Linked DNA regions of Mus musculus: region 1 is linked to region 2. The links are chromatin contacts, called in public promoter capture Hi-C maps. All regions are on one chromosome and are shown on one strand. Each heading gives the region's core, a stretch centred on a gene start, on an enhancer-like site or on the middle of the called end of the contact. The rest is flanking DNA. Distances are from core to core; before and after follow the strand shown.

Region 1 (7,660 bases), core at 1,395-3,894, 130 kb before region 2:
TCATGATGTCTTATCACAGCAACAGAACAGCAGCCAATACGGTAGCTGAGGATGGCTCTGAACTACACCTTGTTCATGATGTCTTATCACAGCAACAGAACAGCAGCCAATACGGTAGCTGAGGATGGCTCTGAACTACACCTTGTTCATGAGGTGCTAGGAATCAACTCCATGGCTTTATGCAGGCTACTCAAACACCCTTCCAACTAGACAAGCACTCTATCAACTCAAGTTGCTTTCCACGAGATTGTATTTCCTATGGGGAACCAGCTTTCATTGAAGAAATAGAAGATTCCAAATAAGGGCAGAAAAAGTACAAGGAAAGACTAGAACATTTTGAATGACAGAAAGGGAAAGAGTGGGTCACTTGTGAGGGTTTACACCTTTAATCCCAGCACGAGTGTGGTCTACAGAATGAGTTTCAAGCTAGCCAGAGGAAAATAGTGAGAGCTTATCTCAAAAAAAAAAAAAAAAAAAAAAAAAAAAGAGGTGGGGGGGCAAGCCAAAAGAACAGAATACAGAGGCCACCCTGGAGATGCTGCCACTGGCCAGGTCTGGGACAGTTTGAGCACCAAAGCAAGTAATAAGACTGAATTGTGGGGCTGGAGAGATGGCTCAGAGGTTAAGAGCACTGGCTGCTTGCTCTTCCAGAGGTCCTGAGTTCAACTCCCAGCAAACACCTGGTGGCTTACAACCATCTGTAATGGGATCTGATGCCCTCTTCTGGTGTGTCTGAAGACAGCTACAGTGTACAGTGTATATAAATGAAATAGATAAATCTTTTTTTTCTCTTTTTAATGAATGAGTTGCAAACCCTTGACTCAAACTAGAACTGTGAGCCATACTGATGATGAATGGCTAGATGAGTAGGTGATAAGACTACAAAACTTCTCGTGATAAGCTTCCAGCTAGTAGTAGAAGGGGTAACAGAAATAGAAATGTACTACCTGAGTAATACATTGCCACCTGAGTGCTGGTTGGTCCAGGGAGCAAGTGTTGACTATGCCTGAGTCTAGTGAGTAGAGGAAATGTGCTGATGGACTGGTTATCCACGCAACCGGGAATATCTTCCAGACATTTCTACTGACTTTCAAAAGGAAAAGGAATGCTATGACAGAAAAAATCTGGCAGACAATAGACTCAGCTCTCCAGATGTGAGGCTCTGTGAACAGTACCATTTCCAGGGTATTCCTTCCCAGAAAACATGACCCCAGGATCGAGGACTCATCCTGAAGAAACATCAGACAGGGCCATGGGTAATGTAAGGCTTAGGCCGTCTAACCCTGTTGAAAATGTGGAAGCCGAGGAAAAATCAAAACATGGCTCCAAGCTGGTGGCATCTGGGGCAGGGTGAGAGTGGGAATGTGAAAAAAACAGCTTCTGAAGTGGAAACGTAAGGGTTCTTGGAAAGTCAGCTGGATGGTGTTTTGCTGGGGCAAACATGTGAAGGAACATTTAGCTGAAGTGGACACAGGTGAAAGGCTCTGACAGACTCATAAAAGAACATTTGGCTGAAGCAGACACAGGAGAGAGGATGTTCTGCTAAAGCAAGCATGGGAAAGGACACGAGATAAAGGATCCTTCACTAACGACACACATGTATTATTGGTTCGCCTTACATTGCGTAGTTGAGCTGCATTTTTCGGGATTCCATAAAAAGAAACACACCAAAAAGTTTCTGGTAGTGTGCTACAATTTCTTGCTGCTTCTGTGAACTTAGGCTGATTGGCAGAGTGCTGTCAGCTGAGACAAGACACGTGCTGAGGTAAGACAAGTGGAGGACACGTGATGTTTGAAGGGAATATAAAAAAGACTCAGTCGACAGTGACGGAGGCTGAGCTAAGCTTGCTTATAGAACTAACGGCTGAGGCACAGCAGAGAACTTCTCCTGGAGTTCCCGTTGACCTTGGTCCCTCCGGCTGACTAGTACATGCCGCGAACTGCCCTCAGTCGGGCCCCCCCCTCAATTCGAGGGAGTGGTACAGGTGGGCAGGAGTCAGCAAAAAGTGACAAACAAATACGGACACAAGGGAGTGTGCTGTATCTGAATGTAATTTCAAAGTGAGCATCAGTCTTATAATACAGAAGAAAAACCAGAAAGGTAGGTGAATACATCTGCCTAGGTACATTGAGATGCATTATGGTACTTTACACAAAACAAAGAAAATGCATACATAAAAAGCTGGGGGAGGGGGGAGCCAGGCAGTGTTTACAACTGAGATAGGAACAGCCCTTAAGATCAGCTAAACACGCCTTTAATCCCAGCACTTGGGAGGCAGAGGCAGGCGGATTTCTGAGTTTGAGGCCAGCCTGGTCTACAGAGTGAGTTCCAGGACAGCCAGGACTACACAGAGAAACCCTGTCTCGAGGAAAAAAAAAAATCAGCTAAACACAGGAGCCAGGTGATTCGTCTGATGCAATGCTAGTCTACTGTTAAACCCATCACTAGGGGTCCCTTAGTATACGATATTCCTCTGGGCCTAGTGAAAAACATGCACCAGGGGAATTCCGTTCTACTGACCCTTTCATGAATAATACTTCAGTTCCTCCTAAAACCACAACCCACCTTCTTCCTAGGCCATTGTAAATTCCTGTGTATGGGAGTGACTCAGCTATCTATTGTTCTAAGTATTATGTAGACTAGTCCTGAGATTATTAGCTCTATTCTAGTGAATCGTAATGCCTGATTTCTTTCACTGTCTCCCTTACAGTACTAGAAGCAATTCTGAATGTTACTGAATAGGTAACATTCTTACTGAATTCCAAGCCCAGGGTTGGCTCAAGGACTACCTAGGACATTGGAACACTGGTGGAGGCTAATCTAACTTAGCTATATGTCAAAATCAATCCTTAAAGTCACTTATAATAAAACAATACTGAGGGAAAGCACACAGATCCGTTCACCGACTAAGGCAAGGACAGATTTGGAGCGTTCATTTTACAGGATGCCACGGTTCCAGGAGACTAAGTTTCCATGAAATTTTCACCTCAGGACTACGTCCAGGCTTTTGGGCCTGTCATGAGAGTCACTACTGGAGTGGGTGTGGCAGTAAGGAGGCTGAGGCCTGGCCATCTCTGCTGTGTAGTGTCACCACTGCAATTTGTGTTTGCTATCCCAACTTTACCAAACTGAACTGCTGGTGAATCCATGAAATGTTTACGAGTGAATCGAACTGCCACTGCTAACCTGTGAACTAAACTACTCATTTCCTGACAACACAGACAGGAGTTGCTCCAAAGAACCTTTCTAAACAGGACCGCTTTCCCCATATCCTTTTGTTTTCCACTACCTCTGGTGGGTGCTGGGCTATAAGGGAGGTTAAAGTGTTTAAGAACCATCATTAAACGTAGACTTTAAAATGTTACAAACTGCTATGAATATTTATGAATGGAAGTGTTCATAGCAACTTATCACCCAAACTGGAAACAGCCCAGATGTCTTTGGACAGATGAGCTAATAGACTGTTTCATCCACAGTGAATCCCATTCGGAAACAAACAGGAACATGGTTGTTGATTTGAGCAACACATGAAGCGAAAGAAGACAGAAATCAAGACAGCTGATTCTGTGTAGAGAGATGTCCCTTCTTTCTCCAACATGGGAGTTCTCCGCAATCTATGAACATTGTTGAACTCTGATATAAAGGAGTCCCAGAATTGCTTACTCATACCCCATAAGAAACAAATTATCAACTAAAGCACAAAGTTTCCAGATACTTCTTTTGGTAGCTACCCAGTCAGTACACTGTTTCCCAAAGTCACTCGGGTTGGCTTTCTTCTTCTCCACTTTCCTTGATGTCATTCATTTGTCAAAAGTCACACCCTGGCTTACCTCACAATCCAGGTAAGACAGACTTTTTTTTTTCTTCCCTTTATATACAGTGAAACTCACTCTTTGTGGGATACAACACATCCTTTTTGAACATTTGTTTATCTTTGTGCATGTGTGTGTGCATATGCCACAATGTATGGAAGTCAGTAGGTAGCCTTTGGGAATTGATTCTCCACCATTAGGTCCTGGAAAATGAACCTAGATTGGCAGAGTAGGTGGCAAGTTCTTTTACTCATTCTATTTATTACTTTTCTATAACTGTGATAAAATACCACGACCAAAGCAACTTAAGTGTGTAGGAGGTTAATTTTAGCCTATGGTTCTTGAGGGATAAAGCCCACTGTGGCAGGGAAGGCATCACATGATGGAGCAGGAAGCTGGCTGATCACATTTTTATCCTTACACAGGAAACAGAAAGAGGGAGCAGGAAGTGAAAACAGTGGAAACAGCCTCTAAGCCTGCCCCCAGAAGCCTGCTTCCTACAGCAAGGCTGCACCTCCTAAAATATTCCACAGCCTCCCCTGAAGAGCTCCACCAGCCAGGGACCAAGAGCTCAGATACATAAGCCTGTGGGGCATATTTCTCATTCAGACCCATGGGCTATTGAGCCATCACACAGGAAACCTTTGTTGCTGGTGTCTAGTTTATTTTGTTGCCATCTGATTATTTATTTGGTGTGATCTTTTTCTTTCTTTCATCTTAAAAAACTGAGGTTAGGTCGGCAGACTGCTCTATGAATAAAGGCTCCTGCCACCAAATCCAATGACCCGTGCTCAGTCTGCAGAACTCACATGCTCGAGGGAGAGAACTGACTCCAAAGAAACATCCTCTGACCTCAACACATTCACTGTATGCACCTACAGCCCCCTTAAAAAATATATATATACATATATATATATATATATATATATACACGCTGAAGTTTCTTTAGTAGACCAAAGACTAACTAAATGAGCATTCTATTCTAGTGCACTTATATAGTATTTTTGATGGAGTGTCCTATAAACGTGAGTTGGTCTAGTTGGTTGATATTGTAATTAATAATTTCCATATTCTTACTACTTTTTTAAACAACTCATGATGGGTTATATCATCTTCCTGATGTAACCACCCCTTCTTCTCTTAAGTTGCTACCTATTAGATATTTTGTCCCAGCTATGAAAAAGGTAACTAACATACTCATGATCATAGAAGGTGATTTAAATATGAAAAGGCCCTTCGAAAGGCCTAGTGGCACACACCTATAATCCCAGCACTGCTAAGGCAAAGACAGGAGGATCTGGGGTTCAGAGCTGTTCTTGAGATCTGTCTTATCAACAAGTGGTTGGACCAAGAGGGTTTTTACTAATAAAAAGATTATTTCATTGATGGATTCATAATTTGATGGCAGTATTGAGAAGTAGTAGAAACTAGGAGGTGGGACCTATTAGAGGAAGTAGGTCATAGTATGGGGAGTTGAGGGAGAGTACTCTGAAAGAGCATCCCTCCTGCTTTGATATACTTTGTTCCCAGTCACTCTCTTGTTCTCTCAGCCTGCTTTTTGTTTGAATACTTTGTAACAGTGATGAAAGGCTAACTAACACAGTGTTTAACACAGTTTTCAAGAAGCAGAGGGCTGGAAAGATTGCTTAGTGGTTAGTGCAGCGGCCAATCCTGTAGAGTACTCCAGTTCAATTCCCAGTACCTGCGGCAGCTCACAGCGATCTGCAATTCCAGCTCCAAGGAATCAACTGCCCTCTTCTGGCCTCCTTGGGCACTGCACAACACATGGTGAACATAGACAGGCAAACCATCCATTAACATAAAATAAAATTTAAAAGGATTACACTTTAAAAAAGAAATCACAAAAAATTAGAATTTGTGTGTGTGGGGGTTAACTCCATTGGTATTGTCAGTAGCAGAGTGGAGTGAAGGACGCCCAGGAGAACTTGACCTGGTTGCCCTGGAGTATGGCAGTAGGAACTACAGAAACAAAGACTTTGGTAGCAGCATCCTTTAAAGGATGTCCATCATTGTAGTATACAACCTTCCTTATGCCTTGCTGTAAGAGAATAAACTCTCGATGGTGTGAAGAAGATACAGGTCATATAGACGACAGGCTGGCCCTAAGCAGCTCCAGGAGCTCGGCTGAAGGGAGCTACAGCTGCATAACGAAGAAGCATTGGACTCTGACTCCACTGGCAGCAGGGAAGCACCTTCAATCTGCAGTGACAACCCAGAAGAGACTTCAGATGGACACCAAGCTGGAGTGAGTAGGTCAGAACATAACATGAGTGGCTCTGAGGAAGCTGTACAGAATGACTGGGCTTGCTGTTAGGAGAAAATGAAGCCAATAGAGTCTTGTCAGCCCAAGAGCCCAGAAGAACAAGGTCTGGGAAGAGTTGAACTAAGGAGCCTGAGGCACAGCTCCAGTGGGAAGGAGGGAGGAGTATTGGGAAGTGGAGCTGGTGATCAATCGAGCAGAGAATCAATAAAGAGCAGGTCAGTCACCTACCAGTGGCTTTCAGTCTTGTTCCACAGAATCTTCTGTTCATACCAATCACCTTGCCATACCCTTTCACAGTGATCAGAATCTATGTGCACATATACAATAAAGCACTCTGCTCCAACTGTAATATAAAAGGAAACCTGCAAGACAGCGAATGTCAATAGTAAATGTTCCAAGCTACTCGATTAGAAGTCACGAAATAGAATTGGAAACAAACCCAGAAGGTAGAAATTACAAAGGCAGACGCACAAGGTGGGACTGAGGTTAGGGACATGGCTCAGTTGATGGAGTGCTTTCTTAGCATGCACAAAGCCCCACACTATGCAGACTAGGCATAGTGGTGCACCACGTACTGGAATCCCAGAATTCACGAGGTAGAGCACGTGGATGAGAAGTTCAAGGTCATTCTCTGATACATTGTGAATTTGACATTAGCCTGAGCTGTATGAGAACCTGTTCTGGTTTGCCTGATTGATCAAATGCGCTATCCAAAACCAATGAAATTCCATTACAGATTGATAACTCAAAATAGTCAGAATGGAGTGTCTTACTTGGTTGTTACTATTGCTGTGATGGAGCACCATGACCAAAGCAACTCAGGGAGGAAAGGGTTTATTTCACTCACAGTTCCATAAAACAGTGCATCATCAAAGGAAGTCAGGACAGGAACTCAAGCAGGGCAAGAACCTGGAGGCAGGAGCTGATGCAGAGGCCATGGAGGGGTGCTTCATGGCTTGCTTAGCCTGCTTTCTTATAGAACCCAGGACCATAGGCCCAGGGATGGAACCACCCACAGTGGGCTGGGCCCTTCCTCATAAGTTAAAAAATGCCCTAAAGGCTTGCCTAGAGTCCTATTTTATAGAAGCATTTTCTTAATTGAGGCTCTCTCTTCATTGCTGACTCTAGCTTATGTCAAGTTGACACACAACTAGGCAGTACAGTCATTATTGTTAAATTGATACGATATTTGGGGGTGGCAGGCTTTGTTATGCCACCTAGTGGCGTCTTTGGTCTGTTTTAGATGAGCTTGGGAAAACACATAGGATGGATTTGCAGTGTACAGGATGAGTTATCGATCCCAGCAATCTCCTTCTGCACGTTTCCTGTTTCCTGGGTCTGTGGGAAGATGAGCAGGGAGATGAGGACCTCAGGAGGAGGGCGGGCTTCTGCCTTCTTCCACAAGCACAGCTGTTCAGGGACGCTCAGGCAGGGGGGAGCGGGGTGGGGGAGGGAGGGGGGCTGGACTACAACATCAGGGTTGTCTGTGCTAGAGTAAGAGGCTGGCTGAAACACAGGCAGAAACTGAGTTACCAGGTTAAGGGTAGAGATGATCAGGATGCC
Region 2 (7,342 bases), core at 3,376-5,875:
TGTCTTATTTTCTCCATCTATTGTGATTGAAAATTTTGCTGGATACAGTAGTCTTGTTTAGCATCTATAGTGTCTTAGGGTCTGTAGAACATCTGTCTAGGCCCTTCTGGCTTTTAGAGTCTTTATTGAGAAGTCAGGTGTTATTTTCATAGGTCTGTCTTTATATGTTATTTTTTCTTTTTCCCTTGCAGCTTTTAATATTTGTTCTTTGTTCTGTATGTTTAGTGTTTTGACTATTATATGACAATCTTATTTGATGTTCTGTATGCTTATTGTATCTTTATTGGCATGTCCTTCTTTAGGTTGGAAATTTTTCTTCTATAGTTTTGCTAAAATATTTTTCTGAGCCTTTGAACTGCAATTCTTCTTCTTCTCCTTCTGTTATTCTTGGGTTTGGTCTTTTCATAGTGCCCTAGATTTCTTGGATGTTTGCCAGGATATTTTTTAGACCTAATATTTTCTTTCACCAGGCTATACTTTTTTTTTTTAATGTGTCTTTAATGCCTGAGAGTCTGTCTCTTTTCCATCTCTCATACTTTGTTGGTGAAGTTTGCCTCTGGGTTCCCGTTTGAATTCCTAAGCTTTTCATTTCCAGATTGTCACCTCAATTTGAGTTTTCTTTATTGATTCTACTTCTACTTTCAGGTCTTGAGCTGTTTTTATTCATTTCCTTCCACTGTTTGTATTTCATAGATTTCTTTAAGGGGTTTATTCATTTCCTCTTTGAGGACTTTTATCATATTCATAAAGGCTGTGTTAAGGCCCTTTTCTTGTGCTTCAGCTATGCTGCAGTTCTCAGGACCAGCTGTGGCAGAGTTGTTGGCCTCTAGTGGAGACATTTTCCTGGCAGTTACTGATTGTGTTTACATTGGCACCTAGGCATCTGGGTTTGGGAAGATTACAATTCTAGATGCTGATATCTGATCTTGTCTTTGTTGGATTTTGTTGTTGTTGTTGTTCCCTGTTCCCGTCTAGTACTTAAAGCATGATGGCTGTGTGTTGCCTGATAGGAAATTCTTCTGGGATCCTGTTAGGTGTGGTCACTGAGGGTTCTGGGTAAAATGTGTTTCTATGTACTGGGAGCTGATACTTAGGAATGGCGATGGGCTAAGAAGTGGCTAAGGGTTCTGTAGAAGGGAGAAAAGTGTCCCACCAGGACCTGTTTAGTCCCCAAGGAATGGGGACAGAGAGGAAGTAAAGGCAGGTGGTCTGCTGAAGATCTGGGTATGAGATTAGGGGCATGGAATTGGGGGAGTAGAGGGAGACGTGAATAGCTACATGTGGCCTATCTGCTTCCCTGGCTGGGGTGACCTAGAGGTTCCCAGGGAATGCTAGCTGGGGTTGGGAATGAATGGAATGGGGGGTGAGGTTTGTGACCCCCTGGAGAAGGGGGTCGGTGGTGGGAAACAGGAGCAGGTGGTCTGCTACAGAGCTGGGGATGTGACTGAGGGGTTGATTTTGGGGGAGCTGAAGGAAAGGTGAAGATCTGCAGTTAGCCTACCTCCTTCCCTGCCTGAAGTCCTTTGATCAAGATTAAAGTTGGAGGGTGGGAGTGAAGTCCTGGTCAATAACTCTGGGCATGGTGGTATGTGCATGCAATCCCAGCATTCAGGAGGCAGAGGCAGGTGGATCTCTGTGAGTTCATGGCCAGCCTAGACTACATAGAGTTCCAGGATAGCCAGGGCTACGCAAAGAAATCCTATCTATAAAAGACAATACAAACAAAAACCCTCTGATCTTCCAGGTTGGGTTTGGTACTGTGTGGTGATCCAGCGGAGCTGGCTTTGAAGAATTCCTATGTTGGCTTCATTGATTATTTCTTCTCTGGCTGTGGAATGTCCCAGAGTAGAGCTTTCCAGTCTCCAGCCTGAAGAACAAAAGGGACCTGGTTGTGTGAGAAGGCTGGGATTCTCTGCATTCAGCATTCCAATGACCCCTGGACACTAAATCCCTTTGTTTTCAGTAAGGTATCTGTTATGACTTTTATATGCTCAGTCCAGGGAGTGGCACTACTAGAAGGGGTGGCCTTGTTGGAGTAGGTGTGGCCTGTGGATGTGGGCTTTAAGACCCTCATCCTAGCTACCAAGTCAGTTTTCTGCTAGGAGCCTTCAGATGAAGATGTAGAACTCTCAGCACTGCCTGCACCATGCCTGCCTGGATGCTGCCATGTTTCTGCCTTGATGATAATGGACTGAACCTCTGAACCTGTAAGCCAGCCCCAAGTAAATGCTGTCCTTATAAGAGTTGCCTTGGTCATGGTGTCTGCTCACAGCGCAAAACCCTAAGACAGTGCCTCAGTTCAGAGGATGCCCGAGGCTCTGCCAGTGTAGCACATCTTCTTCTCAAAGGAAAATCCCACAGGTCCTGCTGGTTATGGGATGGATGGCCCGCTTCCTGGTGGTTTGGAGTTAGGGAAGAGACCTAGGAGTTGAACTGTGCTTTGATTGGTCTTTCCTTTAGCCTATGCTCCCACGGTTCCTGAGGCATTTGGATTGCCAGCTTCTGAGAACAGTGTGATGTAAATCAACTTGACTCTGAGCTTCCTTTCTGCCAGGTGGAGACAGCTTTTTGCTCTGGGTGGCTAAGTCAGTCACTGTGCCCCTGCCAGCCATCCTGCATCAAAGGCCCTGTTGCTCGAGCCCCTTCCTGCTCTCCCCATCCCTGAAGAGTTATCAATTGACTCTGAGGTCTTCTTAATAACATTTTAATAGGGTTTTGGGAGGGAGTAAAATTAGAGGTATGAATTCAGCCACCATCTTAACCGAGAGTCCTGACTTCCCCTTTTCAATATCTTTGTAAAAATATCATTCTTGGGAATAAGCCTGCTTTGTCATGGAAGATTGCAATTTTAATGTGCTGGGATATGTTTATTTCTGCCTTTCCACTTAGAAGTCTTTAAATGAACATGATTAGCAAGAAATGAGGCTTTCTACGAGGGAGATTCAAAGAAAATGTCTCCGGTGGGATAGCGTTTATAAAACATATGAAAAAAAATTAGAGTCTGAATCCTAACACACTGCCTCTAGGCAGCCCCCAGTGGCCTGGGGAGAAGGGCAGAGTAGTGGTTTCCTTTAGGGACTCCTAGAGCACGGCTTTCCCAGTGTTTTGTTTGGAGACTCAGGATAAATCCCAGATTCACAGTCGGACTCTGAGAGCTTGGTGGGAGACCCAATTTGATCTTGAATCTATTGGTGGCATGAGTTCTGTGATCCAAAAATGAGTCTCAGATGCCTTTCTGAATTGCAACACATTGCCTGCTCTTCCCCTGACCAAAATATTATGCTATGTCTCTGCTTTCTGGGGCAGGACTAGCTCACTTTTGTCTACCTGTCTACTGAGGCTGGTTATCAGGTAGCCTGAGCTGGCCTCAAAAATCCCTCCATGGCCAACAACAGCAGTCTTGAACTTGGATCCTTTTGCCTTTACCACCTGAAGGGTGATGCTGGGTTTTTGTCTTCACACCCAGCAAAATGGGCAAGTCTTTTGCAGTTTGGTCTGTCAGCCTTTCTGTCTGTCTGGTTGGTTGGTTGGAGTTGTTTGTTTGTTTGAGAGAGTATCAATTTGTGAGTGTGACTGATCTCAAACTTTCAATCTTTCTGCCTCTGCCTGCCAAGTGACAGAATTAAAGACATTTCCCTCCCTCCCTCTCTCCCTCCCTCCGTGTGTGTGTGTGTGTGTGTGTGTGCGCGCGCGCGCGCGAGCGCCCGCATGTGCGCCCGCACGCACGTTTCTATCAAATTCACCGTTTTGGAAGAAAGAAAACATGAAGGGATTTAGAGACTCCAGACTAACAAACAAGCCACACTTTTTTTTTTTTTTTTTTTTTTTTTTCGAGACAGGGTTTCTCTGTATAACCCTGGCTGTCCTGGAACTCACTTTGTAGACCAGGATGGCCTCGAACTCAGAAATCCGCCTGCCTCAGCCTCCAACAAGCCACACTTAATCCTGTCAGTCAACAATACAGCCTTTAGATAGTGCAGCAGGCTTAGCGACTGCTCAGTACTCTTAGCTAGCAGTGCCATGAGGCTGGCTGGGTGCTCTTTCTTTGTTTCTATGTTCTTCTACCACGTCTTATTGGAGACAAATTGTGATCCACCTCGCACACCAGCTTGTCTCACTATTCTCTCCCACAGATATTTCTGAAGCTGAGTATTTTGGAGAGATTTTAGCAAAAGGAGACGCTATGAATGGGGATTGACATTTGGCAGTTGGCCTGCGAAGAAGCGTAGGAGGCCTTCCTCGGTGGTTGTATGTTTGCAAACCACCAGGTGGTGAAGAAGGCAAGCAGAAAGACTGAGTTCAAGTCTCCGCCAAACTGAGCAATCTTAAGCAATTTGATAAGTTCTGGGGACTTATCTATCTCTAAAATGGGAACACATTTGTTCCCATTGTTGTAAGGGAGAGCAGTAAGTCTTTATCCAGGGTTCAACGGAGTGGATTTTGATTGCTTGGGATACTAACCTATGCCAGACTACTGTTGCATGTGTGCACGTACTTGTGTGCGTGTGAATGTGTGTGTGTGCGCGCGCGCGCCCAGTGCCCTCGCCTGAGGGTGTTTCTCGGGAATGGCGTGCTTGTGGGTGTGTGCGTTGGGCTGTCCTCCGAGCCTGTGGCTGCCAGCGCCAGGCTGAGAACGAGGCACCGACTCTCCCGCAGCTGATTGGCAGCGCTGGGTGAATGAGTGCGCGTGGGGCCGGAGCAGCGAGGTGGCCGTGGCTCCGCGCTGATGTGCGCGCCCGCCTGCCGGCCCGGGTAGGGGCGGACCGCGAACAGCGGGCGGGCTAGGAGGAGGGAGAGGAGGGAGGGCGCGGGAGGCAGCGGGGAGGGCTGCAAGAAGCCCGGCAGCTGCGGGGCCCGGGCGCGGGCGCTGGGCCGGGGAGCCGGGCTCACAGCCAGGAGGCGGCGCCGCGGGGAGGGAGCGGAGTGCGGATCGCGAGCGCAGCCCGGCCGCCCGCCGCCTGCTAAGAGCGCTGCGGGTCGCAGACCCAGCCGGGGACAGACCGGCAGCTGCTGCGATCGCCCGGCAAGCCAAAGGGAATCCGGGGACTCTGAGCTCGAGTCCCGGCTTTGGGCGCAACGGAGAACAGGCTAGACTCGCCGAGCCTTGCCCTGCTGGGGCCCCCTGAGCCAGGGTGCCCCTTCTCCCGGGGGTTGGCCCCGGGGACTCGCCCGAGCGAGAGAAGCAGGTCCGTCGGTCTGGACTGGGGAAGCGGGAGTGTGGTGTGCGCACGCGCGTGTGCTTGTGTGCCTGCGAGGGGTGGGTGTGTAAGGGGCGTGAGATGGGGTTGATAGAAATGATGGTGTGTGGTGTATATGTACAGTGTGTTAGGATTGTGTGTGTTGCTGACTGCATATGCAGAGAGAGAGAGAGAGAGAGAGAGAGAGAGAGAGAGAGAGAGAGAGAGAGAGAGAGAGCGAGCCTACGTAGGAGGGAAAGGGGCGCATCAGGGTGGAGTGTGTATATGTGCAGGAGTGTGTGAAGGGTGCGTGGGTGAGTGTGTCACGGGTGCTAGGTGCGGCTGTGTGTGTGTGTGTGTGTGATGTAAGGGTACTGGGTGCACGTGTGTCCCTGGTTCATTCTCCCTTCCCCCACCAGATGTGTTCTGGGGAGGGGGGTAGCCTTTCTGCAGCTGCTGCCCCTTACCGAGCTTGCCTGCCTGACCTCCTTTCCTACGGAGCCAGAAAGGGTTAATGGTCCCTCCCTCAAAAACTCCTGAGGTCATGGGGAGGGTAGCTGCAGGCCAAACCCCTAGAAAGAGGGGAAAGGCTCCGGAGAGCCTCTGCTAGGCCCGGGACCCTGCTTCGCTGGCTGTATGGCCTTGCAGGTCAGATCACTCAGGCTTGTGACCTGCCCTTTCTGAGGGCCTTGTGCACCAGTGGTTTCTTGCTGGGTCTGGAGGTGGGGATCAGGAGCGAACCGGAAGGGTCTGCATTCTTTACCACTGTATTACTGGGACGATGCTTGATATACAGTGGGCCTCAGTAGATATTTGAGAGATGGGGGGTGGGGGATGGAGAAAGCTGGGTAGAGGGGTGGGTGAGGAGGGAGGGAATCTGCCTCTGGGAGGTTAAGTTGATTCCCTCTGTTCTGGCTCAGGATGAGGCTCCTGCTTGTAGTCAGACTTCTGGTCAGACATCAGGCCCCCTTGTGGGAAGGCTGGGTGTGCATGGCGGTAGTGTGTGCAGGGAAGAGATTTGCCCTGGAGCCTGCAGGTAGTGGAGAGGGGGCTGGCAAGAAGAGTTGCCATGCCTCTTTTAGGCAGAACACGTTGCCTGTGTTCCTGCACCTGCTTCTCTGTGATTAGAGCCATTGCCTGGGGCATCTGATCCGGGAAGAGGCGGGTGGAGGCCTTGACTCCCAGCACTTCTCCCTCTAGGACCCCTGAGCTGCTGAAGAAGTGAGCTCCCTGCCCACCCGCGTTGCTGAGCCAGGTGGGGCCATGGCAGGCCGCAGCTGCCTGGAGCTGGGGCTGTTCTGCTGGGTCCTGCTTGCCGTACCTGTGGGTCCACAGCCTGCTTCCTCTGTACCAGGTGCCCCTCTTACTACTCTGACCCCACCACCTCAGAGTGAGGCCTCTATGCTCTCTCTCAACCTGGGGCTAAACTTCAAATTCCATCTCCGGGGACCTGCTGCTGTCTGGGGAAATCCTGTCACCGAGACCCATCCTCTCTCTCCTGGACTAGGCCAGGAGTCTGAGGAAGAGGAGGAAGGCGATCTGAGGACTGATCCCCTTTGGGAACTGCTGGTGGGGTCCCCTGGGAACTACCTCCCAGAGTGGGGCTCTGCTGAAGGCAGCTTTACACCCTGGGCTTCCTCCCTGCCTCCCGAATCCACATCCCGCCTCTCAGGGCCCACCAAGCGGCCCACTGCTCACTCTCAACCTAGGATGGGCACCGTGACCTGGGCCACTGCTCTGACAGCGACAGCACCTCCAACCAGTGCTCCCAGGCCTCATCAGAGTGAGCTTGAGCTGAAGTTTGATGTAGCTTTAAGAGCAGGTGCAGCCCCCACTCTTGGTCATCGGTCGTTACCTCTGCTGCCCAGCCTGCGGGCCAGCCTGGCAGAGATTGCTGGGCGCCTGGGACCTTTTGGTAAGTAACCACTCCATTTGAGGTGAATCTTTGCTGGGCATGTTGATGAATTTATATACCCTGTCCACTGATAGATAGGAGGCAACTTCATCCCAGACGCCTCTTGCAGGGTTCTTTGGTACCACTGTGTCCCCACTCCGGAACTTCTCAAGGCAGAGTTACCCAGGCACAACAGCACATCCAAGTTTTGCTTTTGAAGTGTCAGATTCTCCTGGTGAGTGCTGGCTTTATTGTCACAAACATCTGCATG

The links. Promoter capture Hi-C pulls out the DNA fragments that hold promoters and counts their contacts.
Region 1: a contact with region 2 is called in a promoter capture Hi-C map of embryonic stem cells, with 2.5 times the contacts expected there. The contact joins the enhancer-like site here to the promoter of Prrt4 in region 2. A contact is called at or near these places in 6 of 39 promoter capture datasets (the C10 cell line, embryonic stem cells, liver and 1 more), 1 of 15 datasets of contacts at CTCF or cohesin (large pre-B cells), 6 of 115 datasets of contacts at active chromatin or transcription factors (the SCID.adh cell line, bone marrow-derived macrophages, embryonic stem cells and 2 more) and 3 of 9 other capture datasets (adipose tissue, liver and pancreatic islet).

What each region holds. Positions count from the first base shown.
Region 1 is chr6:29,303,570-29,311,229 of GRCm38.p6, reverse strand. No RefSeq gene overlaps it. Among named protein-coding and RNA genes, the nearest start is that of Fam71f1, 12 kb to the left of the region's middle. Within about 2 kb of position 2,644, at least 27 of the 459 cell types and tissues checked have an H3K27ac peak or open chromatin away from gene starts, as enhancers often do. A contact at or near this core is called in embryonic stem cells and pancreatic cancer cells, where this site is marked.
Region 2 is chr6:29,176,867-29,184,208 of GRCm38.p6, reverse strand. It overlaps Prrt4 (proline-rich transmembrane protein 4), which reads left to right and starts at 4,625. Exons shown (of 5, transcript NM_001101443.1): 1 at 4,625-4,752; 2 at 6,378-7,092; 3 at 7,202-7,306. The coding sequence starts at 6,441.